2 separate regions of the Mus musculus genome follow, and region 1 is linked to region 2. The links are chromatin contacts, called in public Hi-C maps. All regions are on one chromosome and are shown on one strand. Each heading gives the region's core, a stretch centred on a gene start, on an enhancer-like site or on the middle of the called end of the contact. The rest is flanking DNA. Distances are from core to core; before and after follow the strand shown. Region 1 holds the start of Sypl2 (synaptophysin-like 2). Region 2 holds the start of Gstm6 (glutathione S-transferase, mu 6).

What was found. A called contact is a pair of places that touch in the nucleus more often than the background predicts.
Region 1: a Hi-C map of the G1E-ER4 cell line shows a contact between it and region 2, with 2.0 times the contacts expected there. The contact joins the promoter of Sypl2 here to the promoter of Gstm6 in region 2. A contact is called at or near these places in 2 of 39 promoter capture datasets (the C10 cell line and stem cell-derived epiblast-like cells), 1 of 15 datasets of contacts at CTCF or cohesin (the NIH/3T3 cell line), 1 of 484 Hi-C or Micro-C datasets (the G1E-ER4 cell line), 2 of 115 datasets of contacts at active chromatin or transcription factors (bone marrow-derived macrophages and embryonic stem cells) and 1 of 9 other capture datasets (adipose tissue).

The regions. Positions count from the first base shown.
Region 1 is chr3:108,225,155-108,228,108 of GRCm38.p6, forward strand. It overlaps Sypl2 (synaptophysin-like 2), which reads right to left and starts at 1,445. Exons shown (of 6, transcript NM_008596.1): 1 at 1,210-1,445; 2 at 969-1,043. The coding sequence starts at 1,263.
Region 2 is chr3:107,942,447-107,945,146 of GRCm38.p6, forward strand. Gstm6 (glutathione S-transferase, mu 6) reads right to left here and starts at 1,288. Exons shown (of 8, transcript NM_008184.4): 1 at 1,152-1,288; 2 at 799-874; 3 at 256-320. The coding sequence starts at 1,187.

The DNA of each region.
Region 1 (2,954 bases), core at 195-2,694, 280 kb after region 2:
ATGGCTTGTCTAACAAAATCTTTTCTGCAAGAATGCACAAAATGTTCCCCAAATCTTTATGATTTGAAATGCTGGCTGCATCTCAAGGACCAGTGAAACAAGCCAGTATTCCCACTAGACCAGAGAAGGGGAAACTGAGGCCATGGGCCGGTGAATGTTTCAAGGTCACAGGGTAAATCTAATATTGAGCTATACTCTAGAATGCTGACAGGCATTTGATCCATGTTTGACTAATGTTGGAAACTAGTGTCCAGAGAAGTGACTTGTCCAAGGTCATAGAGCTGAGACAGGTAGCTCTAGGCCTGCAACCTACCATCCCTCCTTCCCGGCTCAATGTTCTGTTATGCCAGCTGTCACATTTTCTTCTGTCTTAATTGGTTTTTTTATGTAATCATTGGATTGGGAAACTGTTCATTCATCCATCCATTTCTTTACTCGGTTACAGTTTCCCAAATTGCTCCAGTGACTTCAGCTGGTAGTCTGTCTCCTGAGTCCACCCCAGGGATCATCCAGGTCCTAGAAGGTTCCAGGCAGGATGGTTTCTGTAACCCATTTCCTTTCCTGGTGCCTTTAGTAGTAGCGTTGTTCTCACTGCAAAGTGGACCTTACCCTCCTTGTCCTCCTCACCCCTCCCGCCACTGAAGAGTGGTATGTGCAGGATCAGAGTTCTGGAAAGGTTACACCCGGGTCTTCTCGTCCGAGTGAAATGTGAGCGCCCTGGGCAAAGGCGCCTTGCACATAGAAGGTCCGAATCCGGGACTCCGCATGCCGGGCTCCTCTCCCTCCTTCCACCGAGCGCTGGAGCAGCAACCCTGGTTCTCCCCTCCCCCGCCCACCTGTCGCCACCCCCCACCCTTCCGCGGTGGCTGGGCCCGCTGCATCTCCCCAGCCTCCTCCGGGGCCACATTGCTTCGGGTCCGCGTCACAATCCAGGCTCCCGAAATAGCCCGGGGTTAGGGCCGACTCACCCACTGGAGAACTTTGATGAAGCCCAGCGGCTCCTCCAGGCGCTGCCAGCGCAGCCCCAGGAGCAGGCGGTCCACCTGCGGAGACAAAGCCAGCAGACGGTCAAGGCGGGCCGGCCCGGAGGGAAAGCGTGGGGCTTTCTATTCACATTGCGGGGGCGGGAGAGACGGAATCAGACACATTCGGGACATCTAGGTAGACAGGGACTAGCGAGAGTCCACAGGCCGGGTACTCGGGGCTTACCTGCTGGCGCGGAGACTTGTCCGAGGTGCGGCCGGGGCTCTCCGTCGAGGACATGCTGGCGCGTCGGGGCGCAGTGCAAGGGTTCGACTCCCTGGCCGGGAGGCTGCGTGGGGCGCGGGGGCGCTGGGGGCGGCGGGCTCGAGGCCGTGGGCAGGCCGGGCTCCAGGCTGGCGGGCTGGGTCGTGGGGGCGCTGCTGCTCGCGCTCTCGGAGGCTCTGTCCGCCGCGCTGCCCCGCCGGCTGCAGAAAACCCCCGAGTCCGATTCAAACTTCTGTCAAACAATCTGGCGGACTTGGCAGCCGAGTCACGTGGCGTGCGATCGCGAACCCTGCTCCCGCCCCTTGCTCTCCCCTTTTTCCGCGCGTAGGGCGCCTTAAAGGGACCTGTGGAGCCTGCTAGCCGTCGGGCTGCCAGAAGGCTCCGGGGTTTTTGCCAGAAGCTTCCAGGATGGGTCCCCACTAGAACAGCCCAGCTGCTTCAACGCCACGGCCAAGGTCAGGAACCTACACGGGATGCGTGGGCTCTAGTGCAGCTTTCCCGATTTTCCTGGGTTCTGTGGAAGGGTTTTCTTCTACAAATACCGTAGTGACTAGAGCACACAAGATTTACCTAAGGCATTCTTAGTGCTTCTGCTGCTGTAACAACGGCGCTCCACCAGCCAGAACAAAGAACTGAACTTTTACTTCGCATCAGACACGGTCTTACTTTTTAACAACAAACAGCGTTTGGATGTTAATGAGTTTTAAAGTTATCAAACTTTAAAAAGTAAGAATTCGATCTCCTTTTAACCGCCAACACTATTTAAATGAGAATGAAGTCTCGGAGGAGCCGTGGGAGTGGAGATTAGCGTTTGTATTGAAAACTAGGCAGAGTTGCAGTTTGATTGACTTTGAATGGGCCTAATTTTCGAAAAGTGTTCTGCGGTAGCCGGAAGTGAGCAGTTGCTAGTATTACACATTAGGTTTACAAGGAGTGGAAATCTAGGTAGTTAAAGATGACTTCATTTACCCAAAGAAGCTGAATGAGCCAATGGGCGGGCCCAGGAGGAAACCAGCCTTCCTTCTTTGCTCTTAACTCTCGTCCATCAAAGTCATTTCTTTGATGATCTGCCACTATGCTTCCAGCATTTCAAAACCAATGCTTTTTGATTAAATGTTCTGCTGTTATTTATACAATCCAGCCATTGGATAAATGTCTTCCCAAACCTGGCCATGAGTGTGTGGGGAGGCAACCAGCTAAGGCTGGAGTTGAAGGAAACTTCTGCCATGGAATTACATGCAAATTTGGGCTAAATAAGGAATTGCTGAGTCCACAGATATGCCCGTAATAAATCATGGGGACAGGAGAAATGGTTCAGCAGTTAGGAACATTGCTTTCTCAGAAAACCATGGTTTGGCTCCTGGAACTCACATGGCACCTCACACACATCTGCAATTCCACTTCTAGGCTATTCATGGCCCCATTTGGCCCCTGGACACCAGGCTTACACATCAGATGCACATACACGCCTCAGGCAAACACTCACATACATAAAGTAAGGATCAATACATCTTTTAAAAGTTATTCTGCTGTCTTAGATTCCTGTTCTACAGTCATTTCTGTACTGAGGTGTATACACCCAAGCCACACAGATATGAAATAATATATATTACTGCTAGTCGGTGGTGGGACACACCTTTAATTCCAGCACTTGGGAGGCAGAGATAGGCTGATCTCTGAGTTTGAGGCCAGCCTGGTGAGTTCCA
Region 2 (2,700 bases), core at 38-2,537:
TATGAGGTCCCTCCATCCCTTCCCTGGGTGAGAGAAGACACAGGGCCTGGCACTCAGTGTGCCTGCCGTGGGAAGCCCTCCATGGGCACAGTGTGCACTGAATGAGAGAGCTGGGACACAGCCCATCACAGAACACTGTGCAGCCAGCAGGGATGGAGCAGGAGAGCAGAAACACTGATCCTAAACCCTCAGCCAGGCCAGGAGATGAGGTGAGATCACCATGTCTTCCCCAAACTTCCCCTTCACAGCACCTACATTGGGAAAGTCCAGGTCCAGCTTGAACTTGTCATTCAGCCACTGGCTTCTGTCATAGTCAGGAGCTGTGGTGGACAAGAGGATGTGAAAAGGACGTCACGACGTCTAAGCCCCCTTCACAAGAAGTCAAAGGCAGGACCCCTTGTGCAAGGAATATGCAGTCTGACCCAGTAAGTCTTTCCAACCAAAGCTGCACACTTGAATAGCACAGCTATGTAGTGAGTAAAAGCCAATCCAAGCCCAGGAGCTATTGAATGGCTATAGGCCTTTCAATGACTAACTAAGGCTTACAAAAGCACTAGGCCTGCAGTGCCTGTAGTGGGCAAACCTCACCCAATTACAGTCAGAATAGGGCCAGCATGTTACAACCATGATTCTATATTGACAACCAAAGCTGCACCCTCAAGGAAGTTTCTGGAAGGGATAAGCTCTGGGTTTGCCTGAAGGAGATCCACAAAGCTAAGAAACAGAGAGATAGATAGAAGCTGCTGGGCACCAGTGGACAGAAGTTGGGGAAGAGTGTGACCAGAAGAATGTCATTACCGTCCCCCATGGCGTATCTCTTCTCTTCATAGCCTGTTTCTGTGTATTCCAGGAGCAGGCGGATGGCGTGACCCAGCTGTGAGAGATAGTGGGTAACATAAGTCCGTTAGTGAAATCCTTCACCACCTCTAGGGACGCCTTTACACCTTTCACTAAGAAGAGAGGAAGGGAGGCGGGGGAGAGGGAGAAAGGCAGGGACAGAGTTTGGACTGGGGGGTGTGGCTCTGACAGAGAGGGGGAGGGGGGGTCAAGGAAAACCCGATGGGAATCTTCTTCGTGGAACCAAGCCTGTAGTCCCGCTTTGTGTTCTGACCCTGGGCCCTTCCCGCCTAGCAGCCCAACCTCCCACTCACTCCACGGATATCCCAATAACCCAGAGTCACGGGCATGATTGCTATTCCAGCCTCGAAGACTGTGCAGTCAGTCACTGGTCGGGAAAGACTCTGTAATGCTCAGCTGATGAGTCTGAGAACAGGTCCGGAGCTGCTCTGCCCCTCCCCAAAGGAACCAACCGTGGAACCATAAAGCCCAACCCACTGTAACAAGTAAAAGCCAATCTAATTCCAGGAGCTATCATCCGAAGGCGGGTCTGAGCTTTCAGATACCGAAGGCAGTGATTGATTGGCAGGCCTGCTTCCATCTGCCCCCTGCTGGATTCTCAGGAAGTTGGCAGTATCCCTGGAGACAGGCCAGCTAGGACCTGTTCTGCCCATCTCCTTTCCTGGTAGATCAGTTTTTCACACCTAGACTCTGGGAATCTGGGCTCAGATCTCAACATATGCATAAAAAGGCATTGCTTCAACCTGAGAGTCTGTTCTTGTACTCATGCTGGAAACAAGGGTTCTGCCAGTCTGACAAACTCCAGACTTCATTGTCCATACAACCTGGAGGTACAGGAGCAGTGAAATGGGAATGACCCAGGACAGGGCCAAACAGAAAAGCAAGCAGTCTCTGTATTTCTCTTGGGGGATCTGAGGCTGTCTCAATTCCTTTCTTATTGCTGTGACAAACACCATGATCAAGGCAGCTTGCATGGCCATCATGGTGAGGAACACAGTAGCAGGGGAGCAGGCAGGCATGGGGCTAGAGCAGTAGCTGAGAGCTCGCATCTATCTGACTCACAAGCAGGAGGCAGGGGAGAGAGAGAAGGAGGGAGGGATGGAGGGAGGGAAGGAGGGAGGGAGGTAGGAGAGGTAACTGGGAATTGCGTATGTTTTTGAAATCTCAAAGCCTACCCCAGTGACACACCTCCTCCAGCAAGGCCACACCTCCTAATCCTTCCCAAGCAGTTTCACCAACTGAGGACCAAGCACCCAACTGTATGAGCCTATAGGAGGTATTCTACAGGGTCATCAAGGTAGTGACTATATAAATTAATAGGCACTTTGGCCATACTTGAGAGCCAAATCCAAGAATCAAACACAGAGAGGCCTTGTGAAACTGAAAGAGTCCCACCACCATGGACAGAACCCCAAACTCAAAGGCACAGTAGCCTGGAGGGACCAGATACCTCTCCTGATTCTAAGGGACAACAGAATGCTGTCCGGAAAGGACCTTGAAGGACTCTGCAGAGGACCAAGTCCCTTAGAGTCGAATTCTCAGCTATCTAACTCATTTCAGCCCTGGCCGCAGCTCCTGGCTTTTGTGTATCTGGGCATAAGAGGGTTGCTCAATGTCCTTCATCATGGCACCTGTGGTTAAAACTCACAGACAAAATCCTACCAATGTCAGAGAGCCCCGGTTCCCTTTAATCAGATTCTTAGCATCAGTGATAAATGAGTTTGAAAACAGACTTGAGGGGAAGGGGCATGGGAATGGCTCACTTGATAAGTATTTGCCAGACCAGTATTAAAATATCAGTACAACCCATGTGACAAAGCTTGCCGTGGTGGCAGGTGCTTC